Regions from separate parts of the Mus musculus genome. Here regions 2 and 3 are each linked to region 1. The links are chromatin contacts, called in public promoter capture Hi-C maps. All regions are on one chromosome and are shown on one strand. The core of a region is the stretch at or near the end of the contact, and the rest is flanking DNA. Distances in the headings are between cores, read along the strand shown. Region 1 holds the start of Naaa (N-acylethanolamine acid amidase). Region 2 holds the start of Rassf6 (Ras association (RalGDS/AF-6) domain family member 6). Region 3 holds the start of Ereg (epiregulin).

The links. Promoter capture Hi-C pulls out the DNA fragments that hold promoters and counts their contacts.
Region 2: a contact with region 1 is called in a promoter capture Hi-C map of liver, with 3 times the contacts expected there. The contact joins the promoter of Rassf6 here to the promoter of Naaa in region 1. A contact is called at or near these places in 2 of 39 promoter capture datasets (the C10 cell line and liver).
Region 3: a promoter capture Hi-C map of the 3T3-L1 cell line shows a contact between it and region 1, with 4 times the contacts expected there. The contact joins the promoter of Ereg here to the promoter of Naaa in region 1. A contact is called at or near these places in 1 of 39 promoter capture datasets (the 3T3-L1 cell line) and 1 of 115 datasets of contacts at active chromatin or transcription factors (pancreatic cancer cells).

What each region holds. Positions count from the first base shown.
Region 1 is chr5:92,275,641-92,280,495 of GRCm38.p6, forward strand. It overlaps Naaa (N-acylethanolamine acid amidase), which reads right to left and starts at 2,541. Exons shown (of 11, transcript NM_025972.4): 1 at 2,272-2,541; 2 at 1,279-1,443. The coding sequence starts at 2,492.
Region 2 is chr5:90,638,177-90,643,031 of GRCm38.p6, forward strand. Rassf6 (Ras association (RalGDS/AF-6) domain family member 6) reads right to left here and starts at 2,351. Exons shown (of 11, transcript NM_028478.3): 1 at 2,211-2,351.
Region 3 is chr5:91,072,578-91,077,432 of GRCm38.p6, forward strand. It overlaps Ereg (epiregulin), which reads left to right and starts at 2,040. Exons shown (of 5, transcript NM_007950.2): 1 at 2,040-2,228. The coding sequence starts at 2,183. It overlaps Gm19610 (a long non-coding RNA gene), which reads right to left and starts at 2,358. Exons shown (of 3, transcript XR_001784889.2): 1 at 2,097-2,358; 2 at 605-801.

The DNA.
Region 1 (4,855 bases), core at 1,291-3,790:
CCTCTCTTCTCCCACCCCAGCGATTGGGTTACAGGCACATGCGGCATACCCAGCCAGGGTTCTGAATTCAGGTCCACTCTGGCCACAGCAGGCACTCTGATTATCTACATAGCCTTCTCCCCAGCTCTTGAGTAGCTTTTTCGAGGTCGTCTCACAAACCACTTAGACACCATTCTCAGTCAAACAGGGCTTGTTTATTGAGCACACACCCCAAGACTGATCTATCAGGGATGTGGTCTTAACTCAGGAGGAACTGAACTGCAACCACCAGCCAGAATCCTATATAGCTTTTAAGCCTGAAATCTACAAACATCTGTGTTAAGTTATTCCACCAATCAGGATTTAGGTGGGGAATTCCCATAGGAACACATCCTACATTTTATATCCAGTTCTCACTGGTTGGGGTGTTCAACAGTGGTGGAGGACTTGCCTTGCCTAACATGCATGTCTTAACCTATCTACCAGGATGTACACATCTCTTTCTGTCCAATAGAATGTCAATTATATTTTAAAAATCGTAGCATTTTCTACATCCAGCCAATTGGGGTGAATGATAGTAACTCTAGGAATCAACCAACCACATCTAGCCTTCCTACATATCCCTACATATTCCTTAGGAACTTAAGCTTTATTCTACCCCTACTCAAAATGCAAGTCTTATTCTAAATAGCATCTTATATTGGTGCAAGCATCTCTTTTATGTAGGGGTCCATCTCAGGAGCAGTTTATAAGGCAAGAAACCGTACATTTAAAAAAAGCTCATACACGGGTGGAGGAAGTGCTGCTGGGTGGTTGGTTCGGGTCCAAGCTTACGTCGGCTAACTATACAAAGCAGTTCTTTCTAATTGCCTTCTATTGTGATTGGTTTCCAAGAACACCAAGGCACAGAACATAACAGAATAAGCAACAAGCTCAGGCCTCGTTTCCTAATAACAAGCACTTGAGAAAGTTTCTTTATATCATTAGTAACAGTGCAAACTGGCTGGCCAGACCTTCGACAGTTCCTAGGCCTTAACAGTTTGGAAAGTAGGATGCCATCTAGATCCCTGACAAGATAAAAGTAAGCTTTGGGTAGAGCGGCTGCTTCCCTCTGGAAGTCCACCAGACACATGCTGCTCTGATTTCCCTGGGGAGTCAGAAACCTAAGGTGACATGTAAACTTCAGTCATTATCTCATCTTCACCAAGCGAACATATCTCCTCCATTCATTATGGGTGACAGGAGTCCCCAGTAGGTGGCAATTAGTTGACTTTAATCCACCTAGCACGGGGCACTTACGCGGAAGCCTCGTAGGCCAGGTTGACCAAGATACCGTCAGCCAGGCTGAGGTTGAGCGAGTCACAGATGCTGCGGATCTCGTCGGTGAAGGGCTGAGGCAGGAAGCTCTCCACCTTCGACACAATTTCTCCGACCATCCCGAGTACCCACTGGGGAACCCTGTCGCTAGAAATGAAAAAGTACGAAGTTTGTTTCTCGTCTCAGAGCATGGACAGTGCACGTATGCGTGGACGAGGCGGGAGGAATGTTGGGAATCTAGATTACTTTCAGAGCTGCTCCATTCCCAGCGTTCAAACCAGCGGGAATAAAGTGGGCATGATAGTGCAGGGCTGTAATCCCAGCTACTCAGGAGGCTGAGGCAGGAGGATTGTAAGGGCAGTTTATGTTTCACAGCGAGAATCTCTTTCTTTTTTTCTCACATCATAACATTTATATTCATTATTTGGGAATTTCATACAATGCAACCCGATCACACGTTCCTCTCGAGTCCACCCTCCCACCTTTGCCTTACCCCTCAAACAAACAAACAAACAAAACAACAACAAAAACAAACCACCAAATCCAATTTATGTTGTCCATATACTCATATATGTATAGTCAAACTCCCAGCGAGACTTTCGAAATGAAAAGTATAAGGGCTGAGATACACCCAATGGTAGTGCAATCACCACTACCTCCAGTGCCAACCTCCATGTAAGGCCAGCCAGGCTGGTCCACGATGCGGAGTTTCCTGGGCTGCATGCCCTACGCTGCAGCTTAGCATACTGGGTGACACCTTGCGCGTTACCCTGACCCGGAAAATGTGTGGTAAACGCGCGCGCCGCAGGAGGCTCCGAATTTGAGAGCCGAACTGGCCTTGCTGGGTCAGCCACCCGCTGGGCGCTGCGCAGAGCAGTGGGGAGGGCAGCGGTGCAGCGGTGAGAGGGTAGAGGTGCAGCAACGAGGGAAGAGCAGAGCCTGACTACAAGTTCACCAGACCAGTCCCGCGCTCACCCAATGACCTGCGCCACCGCGGTGCGCAAGAAGTCTGGGTCGTAGTGCCGCAGCATCGGCAGCCAGCGCTGCTCCGGGGCCGCGTCCAGACTGACGTTGAAGAGAGGCGGAGTCCCGGGGACGACAGCCGACAGCCAGGGACCGGACAGCGACAGTAGCAGCAACAGAGCCAGGGCCAGGTGTGCCCCATGGCACGCGGCCCTGGTGGCTAGGGTCCCCATAGCTCCGGCTTCTGAGGCCACCACCGGACCAATGAATCTTTGCTGTCCTGGGGAGGCGGAGTGGGAGGCCTGGGGCGGTGCTGGCACTGAAGGCGGGGCCTGCGCTCCACCCGGTCAGGAACCCAAGCACTGACACCGCCTCCTGCCCCAGCGGGATTAAGCCTGCTTCTCACTCACAGCTAGAGGCAGTATCACATCTCTGTGTAAAAGGCCGGGAGTGGTTGTACTTAATAACCTGGTGATTTGTGCTATACGTAGGGCCAGACCTCACCCGAACCCCCTAGACTATACTTCTATCCTAGACTTCCCAGACTCGTAAGCATTGTTTCTCAGTCAATAGAACCTATCCTTACGGAAGATGTCACATGCACTTTGTAGTTTGATGACTCTATGAAATATGTATGCCCAAGACCACACCCGATCCTGCCCAAGGTCCTTAAGATGCCGTAAGCTTTACTGTGCACATGAGATTGAGATAATTGTTACCAGGAAACGTCTTTTCCCTAAAATTGCGCTGTACTTAAACACCTAAAGTTCAGACTCTGTTTCAACCAGCGCCGGTGTACTGGATGGTTCTGTGTCAACACAAGCTAGAGCCGTCAGAGAGGCGCCTCGGTTGAGGACAATGCTTCCATGAGATCCAGCTGTAAGACATTTTCTCAATAAGCGATCGATGGGAGTGGGCCCATCCCTTTGTGGGTGGCGCCATCCCTGGCCTGATGATCCTGGGTTCTATAAGAAAGCAAGCCGAACAAGCCATGAGGATGGAGCTAGTGAGCAGGCCGAAGGACCCCAGGGCTAGTCCACCCCAGTGGCCTCTTGCTGGGATGGAGCTAAACTGCACATTCAGCTCACCCAAGTCAAGTGAGCAGCATGTTCAGTGAGAGAGCAACGCTGCCTCAGGAAAAAATCCCTGCCTGCAGTGGAAAGTAACAAAGACCCCCATGTCAGCCTCTAGCCTCCATGTGCACACACACACACGTGCACCGCCACACAACACACACACAAACATGCTAATGCTGAGTTACAGTCAGCAAAAGCACAAACTGATACTCTATGCCAAATTTTAAGATACTAAATAATACTGTGCTGAAGACACACACAGGAGCGTGCGCGCGCGCACACACACACACACACACACACACACACACACACACACACACATCTGAGATTAGCAGCACTTGAGGGAGGGGTCATGGTGAGTGCTTCAGTTCCACTTTTTGGTTCTCTTCTTATACTGAACTTCCTCTCTGTAGGCAGAACATAGCCCAGACTGACCCCACCCTCCTGCTCCTCCCGCTTGAGCCCTGGGTACTGGGATTACAGGCGTGAGCCAGAAAGCCAGCCTCTCATGCTTTCACTTATAAAACAAAAGCAACAAAAAAGCCAGGATATTAACATTGGATTGGTAAATGTTTCCTTGTGCTCTATATATTTGTATGTTAAAAAGTCGTGATTATAAAGTGTTTTTATTGGGCTGGAGAGATGGCTCAGTGGCTAAGAGCACTGACTGCTCTTCCAGAGGTCCTGAGTTCAAATCCCAGCAATCACATGGTGGCTCACAAACATCTGTAATGGAATCCAATGCCCTCTTCTGGAGTGTCTGCTACAGGGTACTCATATACATTAAATAAATAAATCTTTCAAATGTTTTTACCTTAAAAAAAAAAAAGGTGCAGTACCCCTGAAACAGGAAGCTGTATTTTTACTCCGAATTTCCTTCCCTAGTGATTCCTTTAAACTTCCACTCTTGCAGCCCTTCCTGGAATGGCAGTTCCCATTTTGCCTTTCTGTTTTACAACTTGGCCCAATTTCCTTTTAAGGCCCCTTTGATGCTGATTTAGGATTAGCAGGCCTGTTCCAACTGCCTCTGGCTGATGCGGAACTAGAGCTGTTCCTGATTCTGCAAAGGATGCTTTATATAAATGTATATAAATGCTTAACATACGAGTTACCAAAGTGTCCAAAGCAGGCAAAAAGAAGTCACTCAGATATATCCTTTCCACTCACATCCAGCAACCATTTCCACATGGCCGTTTTATTTATAGAAGAAACACCAAGACTGTATGTGCCTCAAGGGAAAACCACCGTTACTTAAAGATTGGCTTGTTTTCTTAACAGTACTCTGTTTGCATTCAAAGAACAATCTTTTTTTTTTTAAAGATTTATTTATTTATTATATGTAAGTACATTGTAGCTGTCTTCAGACAATCCAGAAGAGGGAGTCAGATCTCGTTACGGATGGTTGTGAGCCACCATGTGGTTGCTGGGATTTGAACTCTGGACCTTCGGAAGAGCAGTCGGGTGCTCTTACCCACTGAGCCATCTCACCAGCCCCTCAAAGAACAATCTTAAGACTTTAT
Region 2 (4,855 bases), core at 1,101-3,600, 1.6 Mb before region 1:
GCCACTGTGGAATCCGGCATGGAGAATTCTCAAGAAGCTGAAAGTTAGATTACTACCTGACCCAGCCCCACTAGTCCCTGTCCTATGCCCAAGGACTCCACATCCATCCCAGAGACACTTGCTCAGCTGTGTTCACTCTAGCCAGGGAAAGGAAGCCAACCGGCTGATGGATGTCCTTCAACAGATGAATGGATGACTTGAATATTTTTTAAAAAATTAAATTTTTTACATGAAGCCTAAATCCGTGTTTCTGAAGCCCCAGAATCCCTGAATTTATACAAGTAACTGGAGATTTAGCATAAAACATCTAGTTTAATTATAATTATAAGCTACTCATTTCAGGAAACTAAAATAGGAGTCAACATTAAGTGTACAACATTTAATGCTATGTTATCTGCACTATTTTAAATATAATTAGAAAAGTTTATTATTTCATACAACCCTCGTTATTTTTCTGTGTTGTTGATTAGAACATTCTATAATTTGCAATATAGGGTTATATATTTTAGGAACAACAGATAAACATATACGTATAGCATATAAGCTAACTAGGAAGATAGTTTTTTATGAGGTTAAGGAGATTCATCTCAATATTAAAATATTAAATATAGTCAAACAGATTTATCTTACTTGGGGCACTGTTTTTTATATTGATATATCACTAGGGAATATAAAATCAAATACTTTAAATTGTATTCAACAGTTTATATTCAGTATAATAGATGAAAAATGTTTAGTTATTACTCTGAGGTAGTCTAAATAAATGAGATTATTTTATAAGCCAAACTGCACTGTTATTGCTAGATCCTATAAGCCAATAGCACAACAAATGTCAGTTGACTTGGCATTAGAAATCTACCCAAAATTCTTCAGTCAGTATCTCATTAGATGTGGATTAGGAAATTCAAATTCTATAGTGGAAAAATGAACATTTAAGACAATGATGATTTGCATTGTAAACCATTTAGCAACATTCATAAAACTCATAGCAAGAGTCACAAAAGTGTCCTTTACACAACACCGTATAATAAAAAGCCACTTCCTTGTCATTTAAGCTGAAGAGTTAGAGCCCGACAAAGCATGAGCACCAGACTGTTAGCATATAAAGAAAGTCACCATCATTTGACTGTAAACCATTCAATATGTGTTACAACAGAAGGGCTTAGCCCAGATAGTCTAATTTGATGAAAGTCATTCAAATGCAGTCTTTCATGTGAAGCATAAAGGCCAGGGCTTTACAGCATAAAATAGATAGTAATTTTCTCACTACAGATGCTTTTTATTTCCTCAGAAATAAACACCACTTTCACAAAATAAAAGTGGATAACATTTAAGTTTAAACTGGCCTTCAGGTAGGCTAAACACTTGGAAGTGAGGAGAAGCCAGGCAGTTTTACCACTACAGAGCTGCTGCTGCTCGCCCATGGTCACCAGGTCAGTCTCACAAGCACTGTTCCTCTTCCAGCATCCTCAGGGTCTGGTGTTGTCTGTCCAGCTCAGGTCAGTTTGTCCTCCCCGTCACACCCATTTTACAGATCTGTAGATTTGTGGGCGGTGACATACGATGCGATGCCGTTTGTGGAAGAACTGCCACCTGTTTAATCCCCACTAAAGTGCCCTGAGACACATGGTATCATGTTTGTTTTATAGATGCCAGACTTATGAGGCTTAGATATGGGAAGTAACGTTCAAAGTGACAAACTAGTAAGTAGCAGACACAAGGCTTGATCCTATGACTCTCCAGCTTCAGAATCTGGATGCTAACTCACAGATGCCCTTGTGATTACGGTCATCCTAACATTGTTTGGTGAGGTCTTCATTATATCTCAATCCCTTCTCAGTGAAGCTGATTTACCTTGAAGAAAGGAACATTTAACTGACCCCTCAAGTTAAAGGGTCTTTCCTTTACGATGTAGTCATGTATGACAAACTTGAAACACAAGAAGCAGCTAAGGTAAAAGTCAACGAGCTGGCTCTTTGGGAAAGGGGAAGGCAGGGTGGTCTTGCTGCTCCAAACGCCCCTCCCCACTACTGTGTCCTAACCCCCTCACGCGCTTACCTTCTCCAGGAGAGTATTCTGAAAAAAAAATTCTGATTTAAGGCCAACTCACACTAGGGCTCAGGTTGCGCTGATGCACGCACGGGTTTACGCTTCCTGACTATGGATTTCAGTTTCTCTAGACCGCTCTCAAATGCTCCCCGCACCCCTACCTGGTGTGCCTGTGTGTGGACTGAGCGGGGCTCTTCGCTTCAACCTCCAAGTTCACCTGCTTTTGTGCCGGGCAAAGGAGACTCTTGTGACCAAGCAGCGCGGAGCCTGAGGTGGCGAGCTGTCCCTTACAGTAGTGGGAAGGCGGAGCTGCCTGCGGGTGACAAGGCGTCCTTGTCACTCACCTGATCACTCACCTGCTCCGAGCCGAGGCAGGCAGTCAGGGTGGAGGACACATGGCTGGCCCCACAGTGCTGCTCCAGGCAGAGTTTCGCAGCCCCAGCGGCAGTTAATTATTACAAGGTTGCCCATCGCAGGGGGTGTGAGCAACCTGAGCCACGCCCAGTGCCTCAGTGCATGTTGGGAGTGTTTACTCTGTCCTTGCGGCCAGCAGGTACCCTGCTCTCTGCAGTAGTGGACTGATGGTGGGGACCTTTGTCAGTGACAGGCTGCAGGATCTTTGCTAGCCAACTGTGCTGCAGATAAACGGCTCCAGCTAGGACTCTGCGTTTTGTCTTTGAAAAGTTAAGTTGTCTTTCAGCTTGTGATTTCTTAATTTTCTTTTCCTTAGTCTTGGCTTTCTGCCAGCACCTTTGCACCCAAGACTTTTTTTTTTTTTCCTCACACCCTTAGGGTGTGCCAGAACCTTCCAGGCAGCTTGCAACATCAGGGCTCATGTGCCTGGCCTGACCACCTGACTTAAATTGGGTCTTGGGTAGCCGTATTATTATTTTAAGAGAAGGTGAGGCAGGCTTGACTTGTGTTCTCTGAGGTGGAATGCTGACTGAACTGAAGGTCTGACAATGACGCTAGAGCCCCAGTGCTTGTTTGATGTGTCTATACGGTGCCTTCCATAGGATTCTAAACTCACGCAGAAAGGGTCAGACAGTCGAGTTAGCCTGTGGCCATTGAAAAAGGTGAGGGGCTTTGAGATTTAACAGGCATTGGTCAAAAGAGGTATCGGCCATCACTTGTACTAGCTTGGCCACGTTGGCTCACAGTATACTGGTGTGTGGTTGCTGGCGTGGACTGACCTTTGGATGATAAAGAACAGGACCTGCAGTGTTTACAGCTCTGCTTCTACAATGTCTTGCTCAGATCCTGGCTGCACCCAGTCGCCCGTGCTCAAACGGATCTCCTGTTTGTTTTCAGTGTCTGGGCAACACTGGGTTTCTGCCTTTATCTGCAGCCTTCCCTTTAAATACTTTATCCTCGTGTAGATGTATAGTTTTTCTGTAGACTGTAAAGCCATATAGCATGCACAATGTGAAAAATTTCAAAAACACAGAAATGAAACAAAAATATTTACAAATCTATCTCTGGAATAAAATTATTGTAAGCAGCGGGCTGACTGTCATGGCTGACATATTTACTCTGGGAACATATCTGAAGGTGGCTGCATAGTTTGCTCTTCTATAACTTATCTTTATCTCATAAAAGATATTGTGAACAATTTACCATATGTCAGGGTGGGTTAATTTTTTTCTTACAATGTATTTTAACTAGCGGCACTGTAATATGCCATATGCATAGAGCATTATTTATTTAAGCAGTTCCTTATTGAGAGGGAGTTTTATTTCTAAACAACACTACAGCGAATTTTTACATGTAATTGCTCTGAACTGTGGTTACGACCTTACAACCTTCAAAGTGAAGTAACAGGATGAAAAAGGGTATATACTTTAAATTATATTAAAATTTATTTTACTTTTATCTTATGAGCATGGGTGTTTTGCCTGTGTGTGTGGACACCATCTGCTTTCTGTGCCTGCTGGGGCTAGAAGAGGGTATTGGATCCCCCAGCAATGGAGTCACAGACAGTAGCGAGTCACCATGTGGGTGCTGGGAACCGAACCTGGGTTCTCTGCAAGAGCAGCAGGTGCTAAGTCCTTAGCCATGCCTCTAGATTCTAAAAGTTTTCTAATCCAAAGAATAATTTATTGATTTCATAATCCTAGGGTAATATGTGTTCATGAGTTATTGTACTTCTTTCCAATTATTACCAGTTTGAAAGTTTAGAATTCATATTTTATTTTATTTTATTTTATTTTTTGAGACAGGGCTCACTTGATAGCTATTCCAGTCTCCAACTCTCGACCTTTTGGTTCATTTCCTTAGTGCTGGGATTCAGGTTTATACCATCCTCAGCTGATAAATGCTGTAAATGTGTACAGAATTAGTTACTAGTAAAGTCGAAGTCTTTCTTACATTAACCTTGCATATTCGCTTTTTTTGTTTTTGAAATTTTCTCTTTGCCCATCTTCCTCTTCTTTAAAATGTGTCTTTACAGAGGAGACTTACAACTCTACCTTGGATACGCCGTGGCTTGACTTCCCAGGCTTTTCATTTATAGCCTAGTCTTGTCTGTGATATTCTTGACATAAGAAAGTTTCAAAAAAGTAATCAAATCTATTTTCTTTGTTATTTTGAAATTGAGTTTCATAAACAGCTTTTCTGATGATCCATTTATGCATTTTCTTCTAGGGTTTTCTTCAGATATTTATTTACTCATTAAATTCTACCCATCTGGATATCTTACATTAAAAAGATAACATTGGAATGCCAGGGCCAAAAAGGGGGAGTGGGTGGGTAGGGGAGTGGGGGGGTGGGTATGGGGGACTTTTGGGATAGCATTGGAAATGTAAAT
Region 3 (4,855 bases), core at 790-3,289, 1.2 Mb before region 1:
TCCTACTCCATCCCTTTATTTTGTTTTATGAACAGAAGGCACAGCACTCCATCTAATGAAAGGAGGCAGGAACCAGAGTGAGTGAGTGAGCAAGGTCCCCTCTCCTCTCTTTCACTTATTGCAAGGGTACTTGTGCAGGTAGCACAAGTCACCGTGGAGGCTGGAGGCTGATGACTCCAGCTGATGACCCACTCTTTTGCTTTTATTCCTCAGGCACTTGAGCTATTTTTATTTTCAGCTCTAATTTGTAACCAAATCTCTTTTTCCTTATTCTGGTTTACCAAATGTATGACTCCTATAAGTGACCCACAAAGCTACAACCCATTACCAATGTTATATTACTCAGCTCTAGCCATTGATACACAGACAGACAGACAGACAGACAGACACACACACACACACACACACACACACACGTAAAAAATCACTGTGAAGCTCCTTACCATCTGCCCTTTCAACAAATTGGAGTCAACAGAGAAAGCTTGCCTACCTGTAATCTATTGTTCCTGGATTTCCCTGGACTTGTAAATATTGATTAACTACCAAGTACCCCTTAGGAGTGGGCATTTGCAGGTAAGAGTGGGAACTTTCAGGGAGCACTGACCTTCTAGGCACTGTGCTTAACACGCCCCTTATCTTCTCCAATAGTTAACTAGTCTTAAGCCTCCTTCATCATGAGCCGGGGTAGAAAGACTGAGCAGGCTTTTCAAGGATTTCCATTCAAATGTTTAAGTCTTCACCACGAAAAGAATGCAGTATTGCTTTCCAACAACAAAATGTGCGGACACTCAAAGACCTTGACTTAAGGGAGAGAAAATAACAGGAAAAAAAGAATTTATAAACAATCCATTTTCTAATTTTGAGCTAGAAAATCAACAAATGTACTAGGCAAAAATCATTCAGATTCCATTTTCCATCCCAATCTCTTTGTGTGTTAAATTGACTATTCCTAATCTCTCCAGAGGAATGTAACTAAAACCCAGAGGGAGGAAAAACCCCTATGTCTGTAGAGATATGAAAACCAGACTTATAAATAAAAACCAAAGCATACACAGTCATTTAACCAGAAGCGCAGGGCCTAATCTAGATTCTATGAATCAAGGGAAAAGGTATCTCAAACCAGACAAGATCCCTGTGAACTCACACATCCCGGGCCTCGAGAGCCACGCTAAATAGACTAATTCGCCTAGTTCCTCATAAAAGGCAGCCTTTCCCCCAAGTATGACTCCATCAGCAATGGGAGGAAACTGCGAAGAAGCAGAAATGGTGAGGTGGTGAGCCAATTTGTCTGACAAACTAGTGCGAGCTCAGATAAGGACCGATTCAAGTTTGCATTTGAGACAGGCACAGAGAACTGGAAAGTTGTTGTAGCAAGGAGTGCTGGATTAAGGCAGTGTTTGGAGTTGTTAACTCAAAAAATTTGCCAATAGATAGCAAATAGGACAGAACGGACAAACAATATAGGGCTTTCTTCATAATTACTAGACTTTGAGGTGATAAATGTCTGAATCACATTGGAAGCTGAGGGGCTGAGAAGGAAGGCGTGAGGGTGAAAGGCATTTCCGGGCATTTGAATAGGAGCAGAGAGCTCTGGAGCCAGTGACATGCTTCAAGTATGTTCCCAAACAGGGAGTTATTCCGGCCTGAGTTGGCAACTCAACTCTCCAAAAGTATGCGCTGGAAACACAGCCCTGACTACAACAGTCACCCACAGCAACTAAAGCCACCCACTACCCGGCAGATGACCCCATAGAGCAAACCAACCCATCTGGTCCAAGCTCCCCACCTCCTCGGGGCTTGAGTCCGAAGACAAGGAGGATGGAAAAGTTTGGGGAGTAGCCACACTAGAAGGACATTCATTCCTGAAACCCTCCTCTCAGGTGTTCCTGAGAGGGAGGATGACATCTGGCCAGTCCTCCGCTGGCCACCACTCCTCCCCCCGGGGGGTGGCATTAGGAAACCCTGGACAACCCGCTAGTAAGTCCTCGCGTGCCTAGGCACCTCCCCAGACTTATAAAGGTCGCTGCGCTGCGCCGAGTAGCTCAGCTCACTTGCCTGGCTGCTCAGAGTCACAGCGACTTGGTGGGCTCTGGTACCTGGATCAGCTCGGTTCCAACTCAGCCACAGGCACCTTGCTCCCGCTGGCCGCCGCGCACTCCGCAAGCTGCACCGAGAAAGAAGGATGGAGACGCTCCCTGCCTCTTGGGTCTTGACGCTGCTTTGTCTAGGTAAGCCCTCGACGCCCCCAAGAGGAGAAGAGGGGGAGGAAGGCGCGGTGCATTTGTCATAGGACAAGTATGGAGTTGTTAAAGTGCGCTCAGTCTAAGAGGATGTCTTCTGTGAGTCTGTCTTTCTCACTGGCGGGGCTGGGGAAGTGCGGGATGGTGCGACTTGGTCGGTTGACGTTGCTTTTTGTCGATAAATTCATGACTAGTTTATGTTATGCATGAATTAATATCAATTTTACTGAAAAAAACTTTTTAAAAGTTTTAAAGGTTTTCTCCCCCCCTCCCCGCCCCCACTTTCTTTTGAAAATTGAGCAGTTCTAGAACCCCAAAGGTATGGACAGTATCTCTGATAGATAATGATTTACTTTCTTAGGGTGGTGCAGGAAGAGATTGCTTCAGCCTGCTAGAGACCTTTGTGCAAAGGACCAGTTTACAACCAGGGGGCTCTGGGATGTGCCTGCTCCAGCAGGGCTGCTGGGGCCAAGGCTACCTGGTCAGGTCCAGGAAGCAACTGCCAACAGACTTCTCACCTGCTGCTTTCCCCAGCAGCCCCTGCCTCCCAGGCTTAAAGATGGGTAGTTTAGAGAGGTTTTTGTTTGTTTTATGGGTAGTTTTCTTGTTTGAAATGAGTTAGCTCTGTGGGCAGGGGCACAAATGTGGGAATCCCATTATTTGCAAAGTTTCTCTCTCTCTCTCTCTCTCTCTCTCTCTCTCTCTCTCTCTCTCTCTCTCTCTCTCTCTCTCTCTCTCTCTCTCTGCTTTATTTTGTTTAACCAATTGTCCCTAATTTCTTAAGTGCCAGATGATTTAAGAGTTATATATAAACTTTCCCAATAGATGAACGTTTTAATAAGGAAATAAAAGTTATCAATCCCACATTCTTCTTGAACTTGCAATGAGACAAATTTCCCTGAGACGCTTCCTGTGCAGGATGCGACAGTTAAATTATTATTTTGACACGCCTTACAGGGGTTGGGAACCCTAATGAAGTACATACTATGCATACTTAGAGATTACACGTTTAAGGGCAAGAACCCAAGTGGAAACTGGATCTGTGGTTTCTGTCAAAAATGAGCTAAGAATGCCTTGCTAGAAGAGCAATTTTAAGCAACGTGGCTTCACTGTGTTTAGTTTAAGGTCTCTGAAAAGGATAAACTCCAATCGGTGACAGTCTTCCTCAAGTTAGGCATGAACCTAAAGGTCACAGTGGTGGAGTGACTTTGTTTTTCCACTTACAAGGTGTATCCAGACAATGCAACTGTCTATTCTGTGCATCTCAGTGGATATGCTAATGTGGGATAGCAAGAGTCTGTGAATAATGGGGTTGCTAGCCGCCTAGTGCGGGGTGTGCTGTGTGTGTTTTTGTTGTCATGAAAGTGCTTAACTCCTTTATTGCAGTCCTTAATTACAGTTCACCTGTTTCATCAGGCGCCAAGCCCGGTTCCAAATGAGCTAGGTCAGTTTCTGTTCTCCCAGTCTGTTGAGATACTTCTTGTCACTAGAAAAGTTCCTGTTTGGAGTTCTACATTGTACCTTTATAGCCTGGTATGTAGGCAGGTCTTATTGTTTCAGTACAAAGCATAGAGAAGGAGAAAGAAAGAAAGAAAGAAAGAAAGAAAGAAAGAAAGAAAGAAAGAAAGAAAGAAAGAAAGAAAGAAAGAAAGGAAGGAAGGAAGAAAGGAAGAAAGAAAAAAAAGAAAGAAAGAAAGCCACTTGATATTGGAATTTGTACTCCTCCTTAAAGAAAAGATTGCCTAGAAATCACACTTTGTCCCTCTAAGGAAAGTGATATTTTAGACTTACGCATACTTTTATTGCTTTTGTGGAATGCCTGTGCATTTATGATTATGAGAGATTTCCCATCCCTAACGTATGCAGTTTCAAGTAGCTACTACATACAGCCATTTCACTACTATTATATTTGCAAAAGTTTGAGATCCATGCTCTTGTTTTGTGTACAAGAAAACCAGCCCACGTTCCCAGACAAAACATGATAAGTTGGGAGAGGCCAGGTCTAAGTTGACTAGCATTTTTAGTTAAATGAGCATTAAAAGTAAAAGGGTGGACATAGCTCAGCTATGAATGGTTTTCTGAATAATCAGTAAGTGTACAGCTGTCTTGTCTCTTCTGATCTTGTGAGATCAGAGAGAGGGTGAGACTTTTTTTTTTAATTTTGAGCTCTGCAGTTGGCAGCTATGTGTAGTGAGGCCTGAGCTGAGGTCAGAAATTCTCATTCCTGTTCAAATGGGGTTTTGAGGATATTCATGAGTGGCATCTCCACAGCCAATTTGGTGTGGCTTCACTACATGGTGAAAGAATAAAGCAGAGTAAATAATCTTTCTCAAAACTAAGAGAAGCAGAATCTCAGTGAGACAGCGGGGTTGTCTTCTATTGACCCTGGGATGATCTACCAGACTGTTGGCATAACCTGAGATGACACACCTGGGAAGAAGGCATGCTGAAGGGACTCTCCTGTCTGGATTTTGACCCATACCCCAGGTGCCTTTTGCATTGTCTCGATACTTGAGCAGCTTAGATAATTGGGATGTCTGGTTCGGCACTGGAATCCAAATCCAGGAGGCAAGACAAGAAGCATCTATTACCAAACGCCTGCTGTGGGCTGGCCA